Regions from separate parts of the Xenopus tropicalis genome. Here region 1 is linked to region 2. A link is a contact called in public Hi-C data. All regions are on one chromosome and are shown on one strand. The core of a region is the stretch at or near the end of the contact, and the rest is flanking DNA. Distances in the headings are between cores, read along the strand shown.

Region 1 (3,001 bases), core at 218-2,717, 43 kb before region 2:
TTGGAAGATAATCATAAGAAATTGCTCAACAGTCAGGGGGACTCACTGGACCCTGTCTGTGTCCTGGACTCCCTATGGTACTCCAAGGTCTCTTCCGCTAAATGTTACACACCTGGTAATGGTGCAATTGTATTTACTTTAGGGAATGCTAATTACATTTTAGTATGAAACTGTTGCTATTACTTGCTCCCTTTTCACTTAAAAAATACTGAATTTACAAATTTGTGTTTCAGGGGATCAGCTAATTTGTGTTGGATATTACATAGACAAGTCCATTAATCTCTACCAACAAAAAGGTGAAACAAATTAATAAGTTCAGTTCAAGTTATGCTATGCTAAAATTCACAGGGAGTAAAGGCACAGTTCATCTTCACTTAAATTACAGGCAATGAGAACTATGTAAATGGGAACCAGCTGTATATGATCTATGCTTCCTTATAAAGTAAAGTGGTGAAATAATGAGAGGCGCTGGTTTCAAATGACTGGTTACTGAAGCATACTAGCAATAATTGAATGTAAACTAAGCAGGGAAGTAGGTAAAATGTAGTTAACAAAACATTTATAATGTATGAATGGTGTTTTCTTGGGTCATAAAAAAAATGTTTCCTATGACATTTTACTGGTCCAAAGATTTCATTTAATGCCTGAAGTATACAGAGGTGGGGGGGTCACTCATAATTGTATAATAGCTGTTGCATTGAGATATTATTGCTGCATTTGGCTACCAAGATTATGTGCTATCAGGAAAGAGCAAATGCTTCAGAAGAATTAGATCATTCATCTTCATTCTGAACATTTGCGTAGACTGCATTAATGGCAGATTGAGGAAAGCAAAGAGGCTCTTAAAGCACTCTTAGTCACTGTGGATAAGGTTTTTTTTCAAACCACATTCATTAAAACATGAATTGGGCAGTGTTCCATCTAGCAAAGGTCAAGTCTGATGCATTACATACAGTTCCAAACAATGCTAGACAGAAAAGTTTCATAATATTGTTAACTAAGAATCTTTTGTTACTGAACATGAAGATAGCTAATGTTATAGTGGACAGCGGGGACTGTCTTAAATCCCTACCAAAAGTAATTTTGCTGTCTACCATATCTACCTGATTAAATGTATAATTTTAGTTGTATTTTTCTGTTGTAAATGATATACTAATTATCTGCTACCAATAAGAGTCAATTCAAATTTAATGTAGTATATCATTACTGAATATCAGTAATTACAGAATAAAGTAGAATAACAGATTTGCAGACAGCTAAAGTTTTGTGCTTGTTAAGACAAAAGGGCATGCACATTCATATTATGGGTTTTCTTTGGTGTGAAAATAATTCAAACTGGAAGTTTATGGCTTTGTCAACCAGCTGTTTCCTTTTTAACTGCACTGCGTCATCCAGTTGCAAACCTCATGTGTCCCTGCCATGTATCTTAAGCAGCCTCTTAGTACGAATGGACTCATCTTTCTGCACTGACCAGACACAGACATACCCTTCTACTGACAAATGTGTTTGCATCTGATCTTCTGACACCACGAATGTCTTTCTGTTTTGTATGTTAACGAAGGATTGTCTTTTTTTCTATTTGCAAAATGACTAAATTTGTAACACAAAGCAGAAACCGGCTGAAAAGCATTATCTGGTTCAGACACACTTTGCAGTTAATAAATGTGGTTGAAATGTTACTACACAAAGTTTAAAAACAGTAACATTTAAATAAAAGTTCAGTATCATACTATTTTAAGCTCTGTTTTGTTTATATGATCTTTCTCTCTGATGTATGCAAGTTCCACAAACATAAGCAAATATAATGTTTTATAAACGATTTTTACAGAAATGGAAGTATGGATGGGGTCCAGTGGAAAAGCTAAGCAGATGTGTAAGGTCCCCTAGCTACCATATCTAATGCAGTAGTCACATAACCCATGTGGCATTCAGCTGCAACATGGCATAACCTATAACCATGTATTTTTTTTACTTACTGTTTTGTAATAGAGTAGGTGGGGCTGGAGTTTCAAAACTAAACCCCCTTTTTTTTAGAGTTGCCCATTCATTAAAAAGTTAAATATTCCATTAAAAAAGCTGAACTAGTGGGATAAGCAAAGGGCAGTGAAGCAACTGTTTGGTGGGAGTAGGCACTACAGTATAGCTTAGAGTTCAAAGTAGTTTAAATATGCTACAGCCAAAACTACTTAAGGTAAGGTGATTTCAAAATAAAATGTATCCATGATTATAATATTGAAATTATAGGAAAACCCCTTTTCAAGAAAACCTCAACTCCCAAGCACTTCAGATAATAGATCCCATACCCGTATATATAGTTATTCAGGTTATTCATAAAAAAATCTATATATGATGACAATAATGTAGAATACTATGTAATGAGAATTACATGAAATAGTAACATTTTGCGTTTTTTTGTAGATACAGTCCAGACACATTGTATATTTTGTATATTATGGGAATGTAGGTTGCCTTTTTAATTTTCTGTATGGAGTTTCCCCACAACTGAAATAATTATACTTACTATGCAGTAAGCAACCAGGGCCCCTTGCACAAAACCTGCTAGCACATCAGAGGGGTGATGCTTGTGGTCAGAAACACGGGACAGTCCTGTGTAGAACGCCATCATGAGAAGGGTGAACTGCAGGAGGGGGCGCAACAGACGAGCTCCTCTCCAGGTAAACCGTGATTGTAGATAGAGCTAAAAATAGCAATAGATAGATTTTAATTTTTAAACAAAGAAAATCCACAGTATATAGACATATGTACACATTTTAAAACACTGCTGTTTCTGCTGGTTTCGTAACAGAACCATGACTTTGTAAATGCACACTTTAAATGCTTTGCAAATGTGGAACACCGTTAATTTAATCAAAACTGCAAGAAGGAGTGCTGCATAACATAATAGCATAAAGTGGGAGTTTCAGATCTGGATTTATTATGACGCCACATTCTTTCTTGGTAGTACTTTGTGTCAGTCTGAGAAATACTTTATTACAGTTTT
Region 2 (2,835 bases), core at 133-2,632:
CTACAAAAAATGAGTTGTGCTATCGGGTGCTGTTGGGCAGTTGTACATTCTAAAGCACTGTACTGTTGACGTCTACCAAAATGTTTCTGCTGTCAGTGTGAGACTATTATTAATTGTCCGGTACTGTTTACTGGATTTTTGTAGCACAACACTAGTGTCTCTTTAAAAAACTGACTATATTATATGAGCAGCCTGAAGTGAGTGGTGTAATTTGCAATAGTGTAACTCTGTCCACTTGCTTCAAAAGAAGTATAAGACTGCCACCTAGTGTTCATAGTGTGTTACAAAATAAAGTGGTTTCCTTGTACAAGGCACATGGTAGGGGAATCACAAAAGTGTCACATTTGAATGTGGAGTAAAACATTTGTTTACACCAGAAAATCATATAATTTGTAATGACAAATTTAGTAATATATAATTGAATGTTTTCATTTCTATTTATGCTAGCTTCATCAAAATAGTGTGTGTAGAATCAGAGTTGGAGTAATTGTGTTTCATTTAAACTAATTTAATTTGACCTTATTAATTCTAAAAAAAAGTTGTTGTAAAAGAAAACATACCAACTTAAGTTTTTCTTAAACTATTCTGACAATTAGGTACATGAAATTCATAAAGCTGGTGTTCAAATGGACAACTAAATGTTAAAATGCACAAAAATTGGAAAATTACAAACCTGGCTTTTGAAAACAGATGTTTTTAAAACACATTTACTCTTACTTATTCCCATCATACTGTACCTTACATTTGTCGATAAACTTTAAGTATAATTGTAGTAAGGAAGAGTAACACAAATATATGTATACATGTGTATATGTGTTAATCTTACTGCAGTTATAATCTTCTCCATGTTTGTGTTTTCTCCCCTGGGATGACAGATGCAATGATTCTTTCATGGGTGGTCTGTGCACTCCAAACAAAGGGTTTTTTCTAGAGGCAATTGTTTGCTGATGTTTTTTATGTTAATGAATATGCTGTATTAATGTATTGTTATATGTAACATGAATAATATAGATTCCATAGTTTTGCCTTACACCTGAAGGACTGGCTTCCCATTTAGGTATAATGCATTTTACCTCTTTAGAGTAGAATCTGCTTACTCTATGTGGGATGTAAACATATGCATGTTTTCTAATGTGAATCATGTGCCACTACTGTACTGCTGTACCATACATTCACTATCTATGCTGAAATCAAGTGTTATTGTAAGGAATAGCTTTAGCAGTTTAGGCTTTCAGTTTGGTTTAATCAACCTGTTAAAAAGTATATTGAAGTAAAAAGTATATTGAAAACAACACTTTCACTGACAGTGGGGGCACTTAATTAAAATGCAAGTTTCGGTGTAACACAATGAACTATTCATGCTAACACTGAGAAGATACTAGTAGGATAAAGACTGAATGTGGAGTTTCACGGTTACTAAAGAATGCAATGTGCCATGTGTTTTGTTCCTCTTGCCATTAATCATACTCTTAATACCTTCTACCCAAACAGTAAGTGGCATTCTCTAATAGACTTTTCTCTTTTTTCTCTTTTTTACTGCATAGTAATGTATACTACTATATACTGTACATATATATACAAAAGTGTTGTAATCTTATTTATTTATTGGATTAGTCTAATTTCTTTATTTCTATTCTTTATTATTTGCTAATCTTGAAAGTGCAGTACTTTTGTGATTTATATTTTCACTGACACCCAGCTACTTGATTTTGCAAAGGGAGTGCGATTATGGGAGTGGCCTTATAAGTCTTAGGAATACACAAAAAAAATGTATTAAGTCAACGTTCAGTCATCTCAGGGACCCTCTTCTAAACTTATTTAGTCTTGATAATTATCCCTAAACCTGAAACACTGACTTAACAAATAGTTTTCTTTGTATTACTATGATTCACAAGTATACCATTACTGTCTATGGATATTTTATCCCCAAATGGGAGTACCAAGGCACTGATAGATTGAAGGAGTGCACCTGCTACTATTTGATGGAATTAAGCTGTGACAGCAAAATATATAGACAAAAACAAGAGGTCCTCTGCAAGGTCCCCATTATGAATATATACATAGGACATTAAGGCATTCTGTGCATTAAGCTACCAAGAAATGCCCTCCCATTTAAGCAAAACAGGGATTTTTTTGTCCATATTAGCGCTAAGCGACAATATTTGCCAGGTTTTGCCGCAAAAAACACACTCCAATAGCTGAAAAAAAATTGTTGCGTGATAGAAAAAATTATGGCCCATTGACTTCAATGCATTTTGCAAAGTTTTGGCAAATCAAAAATGGAAGGATTCGGCCATCACTATATTGCAATATATTTAAGCTGGCCAACTACGTCATGCCCAGTCTGGCCAGTCCTACACTCATCTTCATGTGATAGGAATTCTACTACTTCATTATAAATTTTGTACAGGGGCGAAGTTTTACCCACAATTTGCTTTTTATCCGCCATATATATATATATATATATATATATATGGCCACTGTATATGTACACACACAATTCATGCCATAAATAAGGAATTTATAATTATTCAGTTATTTTAATGGTTGCAGTATGCGTAAAGCTTATAATGCTTTAGGGCTCTGGCACACGGGGAGATTAGTCGCCTGCGACAAATCTCCCCCTGTGCCAGAGCCCTTAGTGCTCAGCTTAGTTAATTAGCATTTAATTATAGATGAGGCCATGAAATTTAAATAGAGCTTCATATAGCAAAGTTATAGTGACACAAAAATAAATCGGACTATATTATATTTTGACATATACCATGTAATAGTTCATGTGTCATGTTACAGTTATGCATAGTCCAATTGTCAACGAAACAGTTTGTTAGTTGG

What was found. A called contact is a pair of places that touch in the nucleus more often than the background predicts.
Region 1: a contact with region 2 is called in a Hi-C map of gastrula embryo, with 2.5 times the contacts expected there. The contact joins two enhancer-like sites. A contact is called at or near these places in 2 of 5 Hi-C or Micro-C datasets (gastrula embryo and neurula embryo).

Annotation. Positions count from the first base shown.
Region 1 is chr4:87,648,592-87,651,592 of UCB_Xtro_10.0, reverse strand. plpp3 (phospholipid phosphatase 3) reads right to left here. Exons shown (of 6, transcript NM_001016858.4): 5 at 2,522-2,698. Among named protein-coding and RNA genes, the nearest start is that of plpp3, 34 kb to the right of the region's middle. Within about 2 kb of position 1,467, at least 2 of the 11 cell types and tissues checked have an H3K27ac peak or open chromatin away from gene starts, as enhancers often do. A contact at or near this core is called in gastrula embryo, where this site is marked.
Region 2 is chr4:87,605,703-87,608,537 of UCB_Xtro_10.0, reverse strand. No RefSeq gene overlaps it. Among named protein-coding and RNA genes, the nearest start is that of plpp3, 8.9 kb to the left of the region's middle. Within about 2 kb of position 1,382, at least 3 of the 11 cell types and tissues checked have an H3K27ac peak or open chromatin away from gene starts, as enhancers often do. A contact at or near this core is called in gastrula embryo, where this site is marked.